3 separate regions of the Hordeum vulgare genome follow, and all the other regions are linked to region 2. The links are chromatin contacts, called in public Hi-C maps. All regions are on one chromosome and are shown on one strand. Each heading gives the region's core, a stretch centred on a gene start, on an enhancer-like site or on the middle of the called end of the contact. The rest is flanking DNA. Distances are from core to core; before and after follow the strand shown. Region 1 holds the start of LOC123443915 (peroxisomal biogenesis factor 6-like). Region 2 holds the start of LOC123443916 (neutral ceramidase). Region 3 holds the start of LOC123443917 (protein SGT1 homolog).

Evidence for each region. Hi-C and Micro-C count contacts between places; a contact is called where the count stands out from the background.
Region 1: a Hi-C map of leaf shows a contact between it and region 2, with 2.6 times the contacts expected there. The contact joins the promoter of LOC123443915 here to the promoter of LOC123443916 in region 2. A contact is called at or near these places in 2 of 6 Hi-C or Micro-C datasets (leaf and seedling).
Region 3: a contact with region 2 is called in a Hi-C map of seedling, with 8 times the contacts expected there. The contact joins the promoter of LOC123443917 here to the promoter of LOC123443916 in region 2. A contact is called at or near these places in 4 of 6 Hi-C or Micro-C datasets (leaf and seedling) and 1 of 1 datasets of contacts at active chromatin or transcription factors (embryo).

Annotation. Positions count from the first base shown.
Region 1 is chr3H:379,385,482-379,388,766 of MorexV3_pseudomolecules_assembly, forward strand. It overlaps LOC123443915 (peroxisomal biogenesis factor 6-like), which reads left to right and starts at 1,432. Exons shown (of 16, transcript XM_045120477.1): 1 at 1,432-1,748; 2 at 2,006-2,127; 3 at 2,207-2,295; 4 at 2,391-2,426; 5 at 2,961-3,054; 6 at 3,259-3,285. The coding sequence starts at 1,546.
Region 2 is chr3H:380,312,790-380,315,972 of MorexV3_pseudomolecules_assembly, forward strand. LOC123443916 (neutral ceramidase) reads right to left here and starts at 1,864. Exons shown (of 10, transcript XM_045120479.1): 1 at 1,319-1,864; 2 at 160-579. The coding sequence starts at 506.
Region 3 is chr3H:380,854,024-380,857,188 of MorexV3_pseudomolecules_assembly, forward strand. LOC123443917 (protein SGT1 homolog) reads left to right here and starts at 1,892. Exons shown (of 10, transcript XM_045120480.1): 1 at 1,892-2,198. The coding sequence starts at 2,027.

The sequences.
Region 1 (3,285 bases), core at 182-2,681, 930 kb before region 2:
CTTTTTCTATTCATATAATGCGATGTTGTGGTGCGCTTTCGCAATGGGAAAAATTTCTGCGTGAGTGCCTGCATGTACTATATTGGTGTTAGAGTATCACATATTAACGCTATTTTTTCTAGATGATGAGACGGTGCCTAGTATTGATAAGTTTTTATAAGTCGGTTGCTTCTAATTGATTTGAAGAATTGTTGACCTAGTTAAGATCATGAACTAAATCTAATACTTGATTTGAGACATTGTTGACCCAGTCAAAACCGGTGACCCAATTCCAAATTAGTGACCTTAATTGAATTAGAGGCATCTAATATTTAATTTCTCAATGAAATAAGAGAGCATAGTAAATTAAAATAGTTAAGTGAGACATTGTTAACTCAGTCAAAATCGGTGATCCAATTCTAAATTGATGACCTTAATTGAATGAGAGGCCTTCAATTCTAGGGAGCTTAGCGTTTTGTCTTCATCAATTTTGCTCATACAACATAGTAAGGGGATGCATCAAAAGCAACATGAGCCAGGGTGTAAAGATGGAAAAATACACATATTAGTGTTTTCCGTTTCAGTATCTTTTTGCGAAAAAGTGTTACACTAATAAGAAAGAACAACAATTGAAAGATAGTGGTCTCTTGCTATGTAGTTTGTTCCGCGTGCACTTATCCTCGTCCATCGGCTCCCATTCCACGTGTATGTACTCGCGTGGATGCACCAGTCAAGTATAATTGCTCTTGTTAATTGCACACATCGAACCTACCTATTATTGTTTTTGACAAATATGGCATGACCTATTGTTAACACCTTGTTGGCATTTCATTTTTATTTTAAGATGAACTCTTAAAAGAAATTAGATCAACAGGGAGAAGCCATGAAGCATTATTTAAAAGCAAATCACCGAAACTCTAAATAGTGGCCTACGATTCGTGCTAATCTCTTTTGAAAAACTATTGCACTTAGAAAGAACGCTAATATTTTTTAAATCATTTGAATTGCTTACCACATATACTAAAAAAATCAAAAAGTAAGAACGCTAATACTAAGATTGTGGTCCTTGTGCAATCACCCACGTATATCCGCGCCTGCTACGTGTGTGTGAAGTATGAGGTGTTCTTTTAATAATGAAGAAACGAGGCGAAAAAAATAGAGTAACGTATTTATCCAGCTGTTAACGCTCTGTTAACCTATTTCGCCAAAAAAAAAAGGCTCTGTTAACCTTTCCGTCAGTAGATGAACGTGCAATTTTCCTCTGCATAAACGGGATTGGCGACCAGGAACGAAATCCGGCCCTCCATCGGCGATCCAGCCGAGTCGGCACCTCTGGCAATTCCGAATCCCCGGTGACGGTGACACGCCGTGGACTTGTTGACCCGTCGGGACCCAGACGAACACGTCCCCGTCTCTATATAAGCAGCAGCCCCCGCCACCCACCCCTCCGGATCGATCCGCCCCTTGGCCCAACCCAAAAACATTGCATGCCTTGTGCATCATAAGTCGAGCGCACGCGCGTGAGGCGGCGGCGTGTACTCTCGGTGCCGCGGCGGCTGTGGCCACATGGAGCACGGGAGCCTCCTTGCGTCCGCCGTCACCGTCGGCGTCGGCGTCGGCATCGGCCTCGTGTCGGCGCGCCTGACGGCCGCGTCCACCCCACACGACGGCGGCGTCGCCGGCGCGGAGGTGGAGGCGGAGCTGCGCCGGCTGGTGGTCGACGGGGTCGACATCGGGGTCACCTTCGACGACTTCCCCTACTACCTCAGGTCCGTGGGCTCTCTCCGCGCGTTTTCAGGATTAAAAGTCAATTAAAGTAAATGTGCGATCTTTCCCCTCGGTTTCATTGGAAAAAGTTCCAAAGCGAGGAGTGATTACCGATTAGTATACGACTTGGCGGTATTTGGTGGGTAGACCCATGTGTTCTACTAACTTGTAGGCCGTCAACGGGAATTCGAATGTGTTTGGGGAAAAGCAGCTAATCATCAAGCAGGCGTTACATTGTTTATTTATCTTCTGATTGCAGCGAGGAGACGAAGCTGGCACTCACCAGCGCCGGGTACGCCTACCTGAGCAAGACGACGTTGCCCAGCCACATCCGGGTCCTCTCTGCCGCCAGCCGCACCATACTGCTCTGTGGCCCCTCAGGTTCGCCTCCTCGTAATTAATGTGGGTTCGCTTGATCGCAAAGATCGTCTCTTTTGACGTGGGCAGCTTGTTCTTGCAGAACCATACCTCCAGTCGCTCGCCAAGGCTCTGGCACACCACTTTGACGCTCGCCTGATGCTGCTCGACATCGCCGAGTTCTCGCGCCAGGTTAGTGAGGAACTATTGGGGCACTTAGGTTTGCGGATGCCATTTTGTAGTCTAGTTGATTCTGAACTGTTTCTCGCTGTATATGCCAAATGCAGATCCAACACAAATACGGGAGCGCAAGCAGTGCCCTGGTTAGTTTGTTAATCCCGTCCTGTGATTGATAGGTTTCATGTTTCTGTGCTACAATTGATTGGTATTTTGAGGGACACGGAGAATTCAGAATTTTCGGTGCGGTTCATCAGTTTTTCCGAAAAAACAGGGAATGATCCCTGGTGCGGTTCATCAGTTGGTTGTGTGGACCTACTGTTTTTACGTTTAGTTATACTGAGGCCCCTGCCCCACTACCTTTCTGTTGTCAGGGTTTGTCCATTTTATTACCTCAGGAAACAAAACGTTCAGGTTAAAAGGATCGACCATGGGTTCCTTGATAAGGACACCATTAGTTTGTCCGCATTGATGAACAATTACGAAAAGTAGAGATGCTGAATATGCATTTTCTGTTTTCGTGTGTATGGCGACGGGAGTCGCCACCTCTGTACCAAAACTCTCTTTCTACCTATCAATAGAATGATACACAACCATGTGTATTCGCGAAAAAAAAACTAGCTTGTAAAACTTGCATTGATATGACTATCATCTTACCGATGATTTGTTCTTTGATGAAGGTTCGTAAAAGATCCTTAACAGAGTCCGCCTTGGACAAAGTGTCTGGTTTGGTTGGATCTTTCAACTTTTTCCGCAAGAAGGATGAGCCAGAAGGTATGAAATCACTAGTCACCTTCGGAGATGTCACACTAGCCACTAGCATAAGCTCCGCCATTTGCTTTTATTTTTAATCTTGTACTGTTTCTTCCTATCAAGTCGTTTTCATTCTGTCAATCATGCATTTGAATAAGGCAAGCATCACAATTCCTACAATTTCTGTGCTATTCTGATTGTTTTTTTCATGAAACATTAATGCAGAATCACTGAAATATGAAAAGAACCTTC
Region 2 (3,183 bases), core at 614-3,113:
TATTTCAAGAGAGATAAATGAGCCAAGGATGATGGAACCATGCAACCTTATGCACAATCTACAAAGAGACATCACACACACACACACACACACACACAGTTGAAAGCAACATTTTAGGAATATCTGATAAGTAAAAATTCAACAGAATTTAGCTCTTACCTTGCTTTTAGCCTTTCGAGCACCTTTATATTCACAAGCTGTGATGCCATGCAAGCATCCAGGTTCACAAAGACAACACGCTCTCCATTAGGCTCAGCAACAATAAATGCGCGTGACTTTAGCCTGAAGTGAATCCCTGATGCAATCTGCTCAGTATTTGCATATCCCATCATGTTAACATCTGCTGCTGGCCCTGTTATGTCATAGCTTCCCATGCCGACCAAATATGGAGAGTCAGAGAGCACCGGGGTGCAATTCTGAAGGACAAGAACCAAAAGAAGACATAGCCATATCCTTGACGAACCAAAACCACGGACTTGACAGCGCAAGCAAGATGACGCCTCCATCAGGAATCAGGGAATGGAGTTATTAATCAACTCATGCAAGTCCAAAATCTCAGAAGAACAAATTTACTGTACACTACAAAAGAGAAGAAAGCCTATGAGAAACTAGCTGAACATTCTATCATAATGGTGCAAGGGGAAAGGGTGTAAACTGTCCAATAAGGGCTTCTAAAATAATTTAAAAAAAAACAGTGGCAACACAATTTCACTGTGTTCCTTTACATGAACACATTATGAGCAGACGAGACCTATTGAGCATGAAGAAATTTATGTTGCCTGACATATGGATTCCTCGACATTGTCACGGCAGAAGCAACAAGAGCATGACATACATATAGTAGTAGGGCAGATCGCACGATAATTACACCATTTAAACTTGCTTCTAAATCACCAGGTCGAGCACGCACGCTATTAAATCCTTGAAATGGGGATTGCCTACCAACGCGACTGGACGTCAAGGCCGCGTCTCTCACAAGACAAGCAACCCCTGTAACGTCCAAAGTAAGCCAAATTCCACAAGCAAGGCCACGCGGGTTGCGGCCACTCTCTCACCAAACAAGCAGCACTTTCAGTGTGACAGTCTGGGGGCACTGCCACTGGCAGGATACAAAGCCAAGACAACCCAACCGGAGCACAAAACCAACCCCAAATCCACACCGACTACAATCAAAACCTAGTACAATCACGCAATTTAATGGCCTGATCCAGCGAAACGCGTCCAATTTGTCACACGTCGGGAGACAAACAAAAGAAACGAACAACCAACGCGACCTGGCTGGAAGGAAGGGGTAGGAGGCCCGAGCAGGCGAACTCACCATGCGAATGGCGAATCTCAACTGGAAACCCCGGCGGCTTCAGCTGCTGCTGCTGAACTGGCTGGTCACCTCCGTCGCCGTTTATTAAACAAACCCACGCCAAGCGCAGACGAGACGCGACGCGATCGATTGGGAACTCCAAGAAGCAGGGCACCTTGCAGTCGTTGCTCACTGGATAAGAGCAGTTTATTAATACTAGTAGTAGCACCAAGGCGCTGTCGATCAAATCTGACGAGCGGTGAGGGAGACGGGCGGGAATGAGTAGGAGGTGGCAGTGGAGACAGGGGCGGAGTGGCGAAGACGGCGACGGACAGGGTGTGGCGTCCAAGCCACGGCTCGGAAAGGGCGGGCCGGTAGATGCGTGGTGGGGTACCACTGGTGGGATAGGACTGAAGGAAAGTGCGGCTCCGGCCACCGGCTTTGCGCTTTTCCGCGTGACTGGGTTTTACCGGCGGGGTGGCCGGTTGTTCACACCTGAATTTATTGTTGAAGAAATTTGCATAGAAGCTGGTAGATCTGGTACCCTGGAGCTCTTGCAACATGCCGTATCCGTCGATCTGTGGTTGTCATCGTCTGGCTGATCTGGTACTCTGGTACGTACTGGTAGATCTGACTGATTTGGTCCATCTCATCATCTGGCAGACGATAGAGTTGCTCTACTAAATGAAGCATGAGTTCGGGACTAGGAGGCATTAATGGGTGGGTATCCCTGTACGGGTTTATGGTTCCATGAATTGGGTCTGTTTGCTTGGCAAATCTGGTCTGAACAAGACAAAGACGCCTGGGTTCGGCTACGTGTGCGGCTGCGCCTGCGGACGGCCAACCCCAATTGCGATGTTTATTGTAAATAAAATAATTCAAATACTTAAAAATACAGCTGTATTATTACGTCGCGTCGAACGCACGTCTACGAGTATCCGATACTTGCGCGCATGACTCCTTCCTTGTCGAGATGTACCTGACGTCCTTAGGTGGTGGATGATTAGAATTCCATATGCATGTGATGATGTCATCTCACTTTATTTTATAGTATTTTTAAAAAAAAGATATAACTCTTAAACTAAGCGTCAGAACGAAAATCTGTATTTATCATTAGGTTTCTCGCGACGAGATCTTTAAAACTAGATTTCATAACGAGATATTTCAATGATTTCTTTTAAAAAATAACTTTGGTTCTAGTCGAGGCGATTTTAGTGCTAAACATAAGCAACTTTATTGCACCATGTGTACTAGTGAATTTACCTAAAAAGTATATCATAGACAACATAAAAAACTATGTGGGACAAATTTATTGTATTTAGGCAACTCAACATCATTTGTAAGTAATCATGTGAACCTCAATGATGACGTAACATGCATTAACTTCGGTATGAAAGAAATTAAAAATATATATTTTTCAAACCACGTGTCGGAACTATGATCCGTTTTCATCGTTGGGTTTCTGATGACGAACTCTTCAAAACTAGATCTCATATAAGTATGTTTTAAAGAAAAAAATCAAAAGCAACTTCGATGCTAGATGAGGCAACTTTAATACTAAATAGGGGCAATTTTGATGCTAGATGGATTTATTAGTGAATTCACCTACTAGGCTACTAATAGTTGTGTGCAGTAGTCTAATAGATGGTTACCATGGTTGCTAAATTGCATACATCAAAAAAATTCTAGATACTTTAGTTGTCTATGATAATGTGAAAGTTGTTTACGATAGGGTGGAAGGTTGCCTAACATGAGTTGTAAGTTGTCTACGATACTATGAAAGTTATCCATTAAGGGGCCTAAGATGCCTACGATGTTAACAAGTTTTCGTGGGATCTAAGTTGTCTATCATGATTTCAAATTTTGAAACTACATAAGGATGGATG
Region 3 (3,165 bases), core at 642-3,141, 540 kb after region 2:
TTTAAAACTATGTCGAGGAAAGGGGTTAAAAACCGTTTGTATAGGACATCATTGCACTGATGACAATATCATGAATAAATTAAAAATTATGAATACGTTGGCGACGTATCAATGGCCGACCGTTGTTTCGGGTTTTATTTATTAATCGGTACAACGAGGACGCCCTTCGGATTTACCACTTCACATAATAGTTGGATTTATGTCACAACTACAGAGGTGGTTCTTCTACCTCCCACATACCTCTTGCATCTCTCTCCTCCATTAATGCCCCGGGCTCATTCTCGCTTATCTTATTCTCTAGCCAACCAAACTCATTGATTTGATAGGGATTGAGGGAGGAGACGTGGACCTACACTTTCACGGAAATAATTTTGATTCCTGCATACTTTCTCTTCTGGATCTTGTTACTCTTGGGTATCTCGGAAGAGGTATCTCGGAGCCACATTTCATTTTGGTGAAGTTTTATGGTGGTGTTGGTAGCCTCTAATTAAGTTGTGGAGAGAATTCCAACCTTGTTTTAAAAGGTTCCAATTGCCACCTTTAAGGGCACCGTTAGTGAAAATCACATCATCTTGCATCGTGCGAGGCATGGGGAGAATAGGGCGAGTCCTTGGGATGCTTGAGGGGCATTGTGCCTCCACACCCCTCCAATATAGACGTACCTCCCTCAAAAGAAGAAACTTGAGAAACACATCCTCGTCTGCATCGACTCCACTTGCGGTTATTTTGGTCCTTTACTTTGTGCAAGTTTATTTCTCTTGTTTACTCTTGCTTGCACTTGTTACTTATGTTACTCGCCATATATATTGTCCACCTAGTTGCATATCTAGAGGATAAATTTCTCTTAGTCGCTTAATCACCCCTCTAGTCGACTATACCGATCCTCTCACAAGTGATTATCGACACAACAACTGAGCGGCCACACATGCCATACCGGATGGAGCTCGAAGAAGACATGGAGGAGGACGCGTCCTGCGATGGCGACACTGTTACATGTGTATTTAGAGCCACAAACATATTGAACGGTCAAAGCCACGATGTCCGAGTGAAGCAAGCCCGCGTGTCTACAGTTGTATGCCAACTCAACTCTATACGTAAACTATAACGGGGTCCGTATATGAACCACTTAGGCAATTTCAGTGACCGTCTTTGAGGTATTTTATATTACAATTGAAGTATGGTGATCAAAGTAAGTTCTGTGATGAGATTAGTGAAGTGATTTTTTCTATATTCTAATCTTCATCGAGGACGCACGAGTGCACATGGCGCCTTTCTTTTTTGCTCCCTACTACTATAATCACGATCTCAGACACCAAGACAAAAAAAAGTCACCCCTTAGGCTGGTTGTAATGGGTAGTATCATATACTAGTATCATGCATATGATACTAGTGTATGATACCACATCCGTAATGCATAGTATCATATGTTAGTATCATAGTGTAGTTCATTTATTGCCATGCAAGACACATAGTAGCACATCATTTAATATGATACGATATCATGATATGATACTCAACCCTCTCTTTCTTCATTTAATTCCATGCCACCTCATCGAAAGTGTCTGTTGGCATGTATGATACTATCTATGATACTACCATTACGGACAACTTTAATCCCATTGCAAGAACACAGCTTGCAAGAGGCTAATCAACCAATGATGATTCGTGAAACGTGGTGGGTCCCAAAAGCAAAACAATAAGGCTTGATCCGCACAAAAGACAGAAGGGAAAGCAAAAGCAAAAAAAAAGAAAAAAAGATGGAGAACTTGATATGCACTGCAACTGCAAGCCCCCATCGGCCTGGCTGGCCGGCCCTGCCCCCGGAACACTCTAGAAACAGCCCCACGGGCCCTTAAGAGGCCGTTTAACCGCACGCAGCTCAATCCAATTCCAATTCCAATCCAATCCAATCAATCCCTTGCTTGGATCCATCCCCACCAAATACCGTCGATCTCTATTCATCACCTCTCCTATTCTATTCGCTCCCCAAAGTCTTCGTCTGGTCTTCCTCCACCTCGACGCAGACATGGCCGCCGCCGCCGCGTCGGATCTGGAGAGCAAGGCCAAGGAGGCCTTCGTCGACGACGACTTCGAGCTAGCCGCCGAGCTCTACACCCAGGCCATCGAGGCTGGCCCAGCCACCGCGGAGCTCTACGCCGACCGAGCCCAGGCTCACATCAAGCTGGGCAGTTACACTGGTGCGTGTTTCCCGCCTTTCCCTCCTCAACCCCCCCCCCCCCCCCCCCCCCCCCTGCGGCTCGATTCGTTTGCTTATGCCGAACCCTGTGACGATTTGCCGCGTGGACGTGGATGTGGATGGAATCGCAAGGCTTTCCCCCTATGAGATGTTTGCGTGTGGCTCTGGGAGCAGATGTTCGATTCGCTGTCGCTTGTTGCGTTGTCGGTGCGGTTCTAGGTTTGGTTATAGAGTTCAGACAGCGAGTTAGGCCCTAATAAGCTCGGTTTGTTTTCGTTCCGAATCTTTACGTTACTTGTGTTGTGAGCCCAAGTGTCGGTGGGTCAAAAAGATGGGCTCCGATGTGGGTTGCTCTGATTTGTGTGAAATAAGCCTGATTTGTTAGGGTTGACTTGCCCAGTTTGCACAGGCTAGGGAAGACAAGGGGGTAGAATAGCATTGCAGCGTGTTTAGTTTTAGCCATTACACGACTTGCGCCCAAAAAAAGATACTCACTTGTTGAGTTGCTAAGATTATTGCTTGCTTTTTGCTCATATATGCTTTTGAAATTAGTCAAAACGGGTGGTAACGCTGAGATTCTATCAGTGGGTTATTTGATCTCTGGCTGTTAAAATGCCTTGTTGATTTCTGTTCCTACATCACGGCCTTCAGTTTAACTTTGAAAAGGAATGGGATCTTAATGTGGTGGCATTTAAAGTGTTATATTTATATAAACTATGAGGCGCTTAACCACCATAAAGGATATGGGTAGTATCATCATTGCAGTATTGTTATTTTGCTATCTTGCAGTTCAGTATTCTGAATAAGTATTTGGTTGTTTGTGCACTTTGTTTTATTATTACTTGTTCATGTATCATTGAAGTGTTGCATAGAACTCCATTTCCATCCTCATGCTGTAAAGTAAAATGTCATCCAAATGTAGAGCTGTCGTATGATAATATGGGTGTTTTCTGAAGGCGCGTCCCAGT